Regions from separate parts of the Mus musculus genome. Here regions 2 and 3 are each linked to region 1. Evidence: chromatin contacts called from public HiChIP or PLAC-seq data. All regions are on one chromosome and are shown on one strand. The core of a region is the stretch at or near the end of the contact, and the rest is flanking DNA. Distances in the headings are between cores, read along the strand shown.

Evidence for each region. HiChIP or PLAC-seq counts read pairs in DNA pulled down with a chosen protein or histone mark.
Region 2: an HNF4G HiChIP or PLAC-seq map of pancreatic cancer cells shows a contact between it and region 1. The contact joins two enhancer-like sites. A contact is called at or near these places in 7 of 39 promoter capture datasets (embryonic stem cells, hematopoietic stem and progenitor cells, pre-B cells and 2 more), 11 of 15 datasets of contacts at CTCF or cohesin (CD8 T cells, the G1E-ER4 cell line, the NIH/3T3 cell line and 5 more), 70 of 484 Hi-C or Micro-C datasets (B cells, CD4 T cells, CD8 T cells and 23 more), 42 of 115 datasets of contacts at active chromatin or transcription factors (the 230-238 cell line, CD8 T cells, the HPC-7 cell line and 32 more) and 2 of 9 other capture datasets (bone marrow-derived macrophages and embryonic stem cells).
Region 3: an HNF4G HiChIP or PLAC-seq map of pancreatic cancer cells shows a contact between it and region 1. The contact joins two enhancer-like sites. A contact is called at or near these places in 2 of 115 datasets of contacts at active chromatin or transcription factors (forebrain and pancreatic cancer cells) and 1 of 9 other capture datasets (embryonic stem cells).

What each region holds. Positions count from the first base shown.
Region 1 is chr8:126,496,429-126,499,128 of GRCm38.p6, forward strand. Gm51605 (a long non-coding RNA gene) reads right to left here. Exons shown (of 2, transcript XR_003947621.1): 1 at 860-2,700. Among named protein-coding and RNA genes, the nearest start is that of Gm51605, 2.9 kb to the right of the region's middle. Within about 2 kb of position 1,338, at least 354 of the 459 cell types and tissues checked have an H3K27ac peak or open chromatin away from gene starts, as enhancers often do. A contact at or near this core is called in CD8 T cells, the HL-1 cell line, SST interneurons and 18 more, where this site is marked.
Region 2 is chr8:126,883,443-126,886,210 of GRCm38.p6, forward strand. The region is part of intron 1 of Gm31718 (a long non-coding RNA gene); the gene reads right to left. Among named protein-coding and RNA genes, the nearest start is that of Gm31718, 24 kb to the right of the region's middle. Within about 2 kb of position 1,384, at least 153 of the 459 cell types and tissues checked have an H3K27ac peak or open chromatin away from gene starts, as enhancers often do. A contact at or near this core is called in CD8 T cells, the HL-1 cell line, SST interneurons and 18 more, where this site is marked.
Region 3 is chr8:126,007,632-126,010,394 of GRCm38.p6, forward strand. The region is part of intron 1 of Kcnk1 (potassium channel, subfamily K, member 1); the gene reads left to right. Among named protein-coding and RNA genes, the nearest start is that of Kcnk1, 14 kb to the left of the region's middle. Within about 2 kb of position 1,495, at least 23 of the 459 cell types and tissues checked have an H3K27ac peak or open chromatin away from gene starts, as enhancers often do. A contact at or near this core is called in pancreatic cancer cells, where this site is marked.

The sequences.
Region 1 (2,700 bases), core at 88-2,587:
TGACATGTTAGCCCTGACTGCCTTTCAGTACTGAGAGCTGGCCACAGGGTTGAAGCTTCCTGGTCCCTACTAACTTGATTTCTCTATTTCCAGTAGCCTATGTGTGTGATGTCTTCAGCAATAGGATCCCCCCATCGAGTCTACTGGGTAACCAGGGGCAGAGGCAACACAATGCTCAAGTCTTAATCCCCAGAAGATCATTTCCTCAGAAGATGGATGCATTTGGGGACAAGGCCTTCAAAGAGATGACTAAGATAAAAAGCAGTCAGGAGGATACGTCCTATTTCAACATGATTGATGTCCTTATAAGAAGTAGATTAGGGTACAGGCAGTCATAGAGTAAAGACCACTGAGGACACGGAGAGATAACGGTTGTACCGTGCCCTTGGGAGGCCTCCAAAGACACCAACTCTAAGAAGGCCTTAACCTCAGACTTCTAGCCCCAGAACAAAGAAAATGTTAACTGAATCACTCATCGTGTGGGACACGACTACCGAAGCCAGAGCCATCTTCACAGCTACTTGGTCACATGTCAGGCCTCCTCCAGGTATCAGAGGCTCTTGATATGGTCTGTGATCTGGTCTATCAGCATGAACACCCATGAGGCTGGTGTTCTGAGGGTGTCAACATGTCCACAGGTGGAGTTTGAAAAGTGTGGGGTTCAGCAGACTAGAGAAGAATGTACATATGTTTCAGGCAGGGGTGAGACAGGGACTCCTGTGCTCAAGTGTTAGTGGAGTCGTGACAGGGAGAACATGGTCTGGGAGGGTGTAAGGCAAGGCAGACTTCTCAGAGCTGTAAGCTCGTGTCAAGTGCTGGCCCTGGGGCTGGGGTGCAGCTGAGTTGCTGGAATGCTTACCTATCAGCCGTGAAGTCCTGGGTTTGATCCCCAGCACGATGGTGTGATGATGTGCCTCTATAATTCAAGCACTCAGGAGGTGGAAACAGGAGAACCAAAACCTCAAGGTCTTTCTTGAACACATAGCAAGTTTGAGACCCTGTCTCTAAAAACTAAACAAAACTGGCCTTGAAGCCATTGAAGTCGTTGTCTGGTTCAAGAAGGATGTGAGGCAGTGAGTATCCGGAGGTATAATGATGAGTAGGAGCGGGCACATCTGACCTCCTTGTCTTCCGTTGGTGTTTTGAAACAGATCTTTAAAAAGCCCAAATGAGTTCCCTCTGAGTTCTCCATTAATGAGAAAAAGGCCCGGATGGTACCTGCAATGCTAGCCAGTGACCACCAGATGGCACTCTGTCCCCGCTGTGCAGGCTCACAGCCCAGGGCCTCAGGAAATGTGTCACTGTGCCTCCTTTGCCCGACACTCCCCCTCCTCCCGCAGCAGTCCCGTGTCTACACCACAGGAAGCTCGTCTTTGGGGACATGTGTGAAACTCCACACCGCCTGGCTTAGCTCTGCCTCCTGTTCCTCCTGGGGACATAGCAAGCAAGATCTCACCTACCCTGAAGAGGCCCGAAGAGTCCTCCAGGCGCTCCCGAGCCTGCGTTCTGGCTAGGCACTGAGCTTCCATTTTGAAATCTGCTGCCCAGGAGAAGCACACCCGATGGAAGAGAAGCATATTTCAGAACTATGTATTGATAGATCTGCACCCCTGGCACGAATGCAGCCCTGCAAACACGGCTACCCTGGCATTTAGACCACTTACAGTGGGGTGTAAGACTGACGTAATCCCCAACCTCGGCCCTGGAGAATTAATGAGTTGTTCATGCCATGAGCCGTGAAAGAAAGACTTGCACTGGGGTGGGCGGTTACTGCTTGCCCAGAGTGGCGGAATGAGCCATGGGGCTGGAGGCCAAAGGACTCGGGCCACCCATGCAGGGAATTAACTCCCAGAGATCCATCGCAGGCACGGAGGGCACGGAGCAATCGCTCCATTTGAAGTTTGCATGCCTCTCGGCCCTGCACATCTGAGACTTGGGGTCCATCCCATAGGAACCAGTCCATGACCAAAATCTGGCCGTTGAAAATCTACTGTTGTCAAGCTCTGGCTTTTAGGCAGAGAGCCCTGTCCTTGCTTTCAACTCCAAAAGCAATGAATAATTAATCATCACATTCTTGAATAGAAAGGACGTTTCAATGGATGAGTGACACTTTCAATAGGGTTCTCTGATATTTGCTGTTGCTTCCTTCTGTCTGAAGCAGGACCCCAGGAGTGAAAGGAAGCGAAGACAGAGGCAACATTGTGTTTATTACCGGCTGTGCTTTTGACCCATCAGAAACTGGAGTGGATAGAGAGCAGCTGGATCGGATATTTACCTTGGCACCTGCCCCGCACCAGGCTCTCTCTCTCTCCCATATGTTATATAAGCAGTTTCATGCTCCATACTCGGGGCAATGCTTGGCAGTTGGCTTTGAACCTTTTGTGTGAGTGTATGTGTGCACATATGCCTATGGGTGCCTGTGTGTATGTGTTGCTTGTATGTGTATACATGTGTGTGAAAGGCCAGAAGGCAATCCCAGGTGTCCTTTCTTCATACTATCTGTATTATTTTTTTGAGACTCTTTGATCTGACCTCACCAAGCAGACTAGACTGACTGGCCAGTGAGGCCAAGGGATCTATCTACCTGAGTCCTTGTCTTAGTTAGGGTTTTACTGCTGTGAACAGACACCATGACCAAGGCAACTCTTGTAAGGACAGCGTTTCATTGGGGCTGGCTTACAGGTTCAGAGGTTTAGCCCA
Region 2 (2,768 bases), core at 134-2,633, 390 kb after region 1:
ATTCCCAGAAGTCACATTTTAAAAAAAGCTGAGTGTGGTGATGACTACTGTGCTAGGGAGGTAGAGATCAGCCTGACCCAGAGAAGCTCACTAGCCTAACCTGCTAGATGATTTCCAGGCCAGTGAGAGACCCTGCCTCAGAACAAAAAGACGACTGGCGCCTGTGATATAACACCTGAGGTCATCCTCTGCACCCATGCATCTTACCTGCACACGTGCATGTGCACCCACACATACAAAAGGTAACAGACTAGGAGAAGACTTGAAATTTGTGTTCAGTCATTGATGGAAGGCTTGGAGTGATAGAAACACCTCAAAAAAAGAAAGTAGTAACCCAGACACTCTGTAAGACCCTTGAGCGAGCTCAGCCTTTGATGACTGCCATTTTGCACACCCTTGACGCTTCTTAGCTCCTCTTCTAGAAGATGCAGTTTCCCCCGTGGAACTCTGGGAATGAAGGTTACCATATCCAGCCCTGTACACTGGTTTAGGGATTTAGCCCAAGGCTGGTGCTTTAAAAAAAAAAAAAAAAAAATCCTTCCTTTAGCCTCCCAGAGACAGGCTGCTCATTTCCATTGCTAAGGTGGAGGAAGAGATAAAGGGATTTATTATCTGAACATTCCAGGGCCTCCCAAACAAATCTGTTCCTCCCTCTAACCACCCCCACCCCCCCGCTCCCCAAAAAGCTGGACCGAGTTTTAAAACATAAGTGTGTTTTGTTCCCAAGCCAGCTTGTCCGTCTCGGCGGCACTCATACACGCAGGGCCTCCTTATCAAATCACAGACTGCTAAGTCACAGAGCAGGAGAGTTCTGGTTCAGCACACCTCATGAGCTGCAAGCCCCAAGAAGGATGTCTGTGTCTGCCTTGCTTGTCATTAGCATCTCATGGTCACATGGCAGTGCCTGCGTCATTCAACCACTGGCAAAGAAAACAGAATGAGGTCAGCCACGAGGGAGAACAAACGGCATAGCTCAAGGAGCACAAACGCAAGCCTGGAAACTTGGGGGGTTGGGGGGGCAGGCTTGTGAGGGGGTGAGTTGTGGCTGATCACAGCCTCCTGGTGGTCCCTCTCTGTGTTCCCTGGTGTTTGCACAGCCCAGGTTACAAATCTGGGCATCATCACCACCAATATCCCCATAGTAAAGGTGACAGACTGGACAGAGCATGCCACATCCCTTGCAGCAGGGTAGAGTCTGGAGCCGCCACGCACCCTCCCCTTCCCTTGTAGAATGGAAGGTGCCAGCCACTTGGGGGTCAGAGTTTGAGGGGAGGCTCTTCTGAGGAATGTGTCTGTGGAGAAATCCATGCTCCCTAGAGGGAAGTGGGGACTGTCCCTGCACATCAGACTGTGGCAGAGCTTACCCCAGGATGCCCTTTAATGAGAGCAGAGAAGACTAGGCCCTTTGCCAGCCAGGACCTCAGAGTCTAAATAGGGTTGCAGTAGGCTGGCAAAGGTCCCTGAGGCCTGTAAATGTGAGGAATCTGGTGGGGGTTTTGTTTGTTTGTTTGGTTGGTTGGTTGGTTTTGTTTTCTAAGGAAATGGGTCTTTGCAAATACGAATAAGGACTGTGAGATAGAACAGTTATCCCAGGTGCCTCACAACTGAGAAGGGCAAAAGCCCCCATATACAATGACTTGTGTACTTAAAAGACAGAGGCCGGGCAGTGGTGACACACGCCTTTAATCCCAGCACTTGGGAGACAGAGACAGGCGAATTTCTGTGTTTGAGGCCAGCCTGGTCTACAGAGTGAGTTCCAGGACAGCCAGGACTACACAGAGAAACCCTGTCTCGGAAAAACAAAAACAAAAAAAAAACAAAACAAAACAAAACAAAAACAAAACAAACAAACAAAAAGACAGAGGCCAAGTGTATCAATTACTTCCTTAGTTGCTGTGACAGAATACCTGTTGAAAGCAACAGAATACCTGTTGAAAGCAGCTTCGGTGAGGAAAGGTTTATTCTGGCTCACAGTCGAGAGGATACAATCCACCACAGAGGGGAAGGAGAGCAGGAGGCAAAGGTGGCTTGCCACTGTGGCGGCACAATCGTGAGGTGGATAGTCACATCCCACGCGCAGTCAGAAAGCACCACAGCGAAAAGCCTCTGGAGAAAGGAACCTCACAGAAACGTTGACCTCAGCCTTCCAGCCTCCAGAGCTTCGAGCAAGAAGGTCTCTGCTGACCAAGCATGGGAGCATGGGCAGACGAAGACACCTCATACATAAACCAGAAGAGGGTAGCTCTTAAAACTTAAAGTCCACCACCACTCCCACTCTCACCAAGCCACTCCCTCCAGCTGAGCTGCTCTACCTTCTGAAGTTTCCACACCTCCCAAACAGCGCCATCTGTAGGCAACCAAGCGTTCAAACACAGGAGCCTAAGGGAAGTGGTGGTTGAGGAGCTGAGGCCACAAACTAATCAATGGCAGACAACACCCCACCCCACCCACCCCCAGCTGGAAGGGATCAAAGTGGGTCCTTCCCTGGATCCTTGGAGGGAATGCAGTTCCGTGGACACAGCCAAACGAAAGTGCCGTCAAACTTCTGCCCTCCAGAACCGCGAGAGAACAAACTGCTGTCTTATGTCTCTTTGTGACAGCAGCCAAGAGGACATCATTCATTATACAGAAGCTGACGACTACCTGCTTGAGTGTCAGAACCAGAAGCAAGTGTTGGGTTGGGCCAATTTCTGCCTCAGTGCTTGTCAGGGCCAGTCTAGTCAGGGTCTGGGTCAAGAGAGAACGCTAGTATGGACCACTGAGTGCCT
Region 3 (2,763 bases), core at 245-2,744, 490 kb before region 1:
GGTGGCAGTGACCTGAGCAACAGTCTACGGGGAGGCAATGGCATTTGATTCGCTGACTCGGGTGAGCTTGGGCTGGCGATGCGGAAGGAGACTGTTCTGCGCAATGCGCATGTCCAGAGGCAGGCATGAGGCTGTCCATAGAGAATGAAAATGCAGCCTTCAGGAGTCCAGAGTACAGAATTACTCACGCCAACGGCAATAGCAGCCAGGTGCAGGTGCAGGGCTGGGCCTTGACAAACGAGCAGCAGGAGTCATTGTTGTTATCTGATGCATGGCCTGGCCTACACGCTATCGAGGACAGGGGAAGCTAAATCAGGCAAAGCTGGCTTCTGCCACACTGAACTAAGGGCCTTGCTCTGAGGAGACTGAAGAGACAGAAGAGACACTGATCACAGGCCCTGCATGTGAGAGGTCAGAGAGGTGGGATAGGAGGAGCCAAACTGTGCATAGAGCTTCCCTAGGAGAATCCTGGCGAATGTAAACAGAACATTACACTCAGTGGGTTATTTTAGGGTCACAGTCGTGGCCTTGGCAGGTCCCCAATGAGCCAGGCTTGGCCACCTGACATCAGTGGGCCGCTTAAAAGGACCGGAAGTAGTGAAAGCACACAAGAAAGGACACTTAGGACCAGTGACCTCCAAGTCCCTCTCCAGGGCCCTGACAGGAGGTTTAGACTTAAATAGAGAACAAGAGGATTCAGTGAAGATCTGGTCAAGGTATGGTCTCATCCATCACTGACCATTGTTATCAGGCTCCAGTCTGATCTTCTAGGTGTCTGACAGGCGGTCAGAACTGTGAGATAGGCCTTCTTGGGAGGTTAGCCCTCGATCAAGCTGGCCCCATGCTGTAGCCTTTTCCTCTTGAGATTCCTGGGGAACCTCCATTTCTTGAAGTTCATTGTTTCAATGGTCTGATAGGCAAAGGGAGGGCACAGTGTCTCTTTAGAGTATCTTCACTCCTGCCAGGATGGTTACAAAGTTGTTCTCTGTCCCTCTGAGTTCAAGGCCAGCCTGGTTTCTATTGTGAGGTCCAGTACAGCCAGGGCTATGTAAAGACATGGGGGGTCTCACAAATCCCACCCTGAAAAAGTTGTTCTCAGACCTCCACATACAGCATGCAATACAATGCACACACACACACACACACACACACACACACACCAGCCCCAGGAAATCACAGGTATGGGAATTGCTTCAGAGCCATGCCTCTGAGGTCATTACTGATAGAACAAAGGATGGAATGCAGCCTCCCTGTTTGCTGATGACGAGACAGATGTACACCTCCTTTGGGACTGTGCACGATTCAGGGTTACAAAATGGAGGAGCACCTTGTTCTGTGTTCTTACCACCATCCCCAAGGCTAGGCAAGACTCATACTTTGGGTATTCTGTGCAGGCCTTGGGGATGGTGGACTCACTATCCCAGATTCTCATGGATCCAGCTCTGGGGTGATGGGCAAGCTCTCAAGGGTGTAGACTAATATATGTTCCGGGATGAGTCACAGATGGTATATGTCCACACAGTTGGTGTGGGTCCAAGTGGGTAGTCATCCAATTGCTATGCTCCTAATTGTCCCAGTAAAACTGTGACAACACACTGAGACCACAACAAAAACCAGTGACAATTCAGCTCTTAGGTGAGCCCTGATGTTCCTGTCCCATAAAGACATGGTACTCTGTGTGTATCTGGGCTGTGTATATACTTGTTCTTGCCGGGTGGTCAGGATATCTGGTGTGTGTGTGTTTATGTGTGTTTGTGTTTATATGTGTGTTTGTGTATGTGTGTTTGTGTGTGTATGTGTGTGTGTGTTGTGTGCATATGTGTGTGTATGTGTTTATGTGTGTTTGTGTTTATATGTGTGTTTGTGTATGTGTGTTTGTGTGTGTTGTGTGTTTATATGTGTTTGTGTTTATATGTGTGTGTGTGTTTGTGTTTATATATATGTTTGTGTGTGTGTGTGTGTGTTTGTGTGAGTGTGCATGCACATATATTTAATTTACATGTGCTAGTGGAGGCCAGAGGTCGATGTTTGCTGTCTTCCTCAATCATTCCACTCTGTGTTTTTTTGATTCAGGATCTCTCACTGACATGGGACTCAACATTTTATTTAGAGGAGCTTCAGGGGTCCCACTGTCTCAATCTCCTGTGCTGGGAGTAGAGACCTATGTAACATTCCTGCTTTGTTACTGTAGATTTTTGTGGGTGCTGGGGATTGAACTCAGGTTCCCATGCTTAGGTGACAGGCACTTTACCGACTGAGCCACCCTGAAACTGGGTATTCTAAATACAGCTCTTGGTATTATGTAGCTGTTCAAGGTAATTTCTTAGGGTTCTAGACTCAGAAAAGCGACTAGCTTTTCTCTAACGTCTGGCTAGTCTCACTGTTTCTCAGGACACAGGATGTCATGGGTTCAAGTCCCAGTTTCACAGAAGTGGTGTGGAATCCATGCAGACTTTGTGCCAAGTTCCCATCAGTAACTTTCACATTAATGATCAGCCAGCATCTTCAAAGGATGTGATTTTTTTTAAAAAAAAAAAAAAGATTTATTTATTTATTTATTTATTTATTTTGTATGAGTACACTGTAACTGTCTTCAGGCACACCAGAAGAGGGCATCAGATCCCATTACAGGTGGTTGTGAGCCACCATGTGGTTTCTGGGAATCGAACTCAGGACCTCTGGAAGAGCATTCAGTGCTCCTAACTGCTGAGCCATCTCTCCAGCCCACACACAGGATCAGACCTGCAAAGTCTCCTTTTCCTT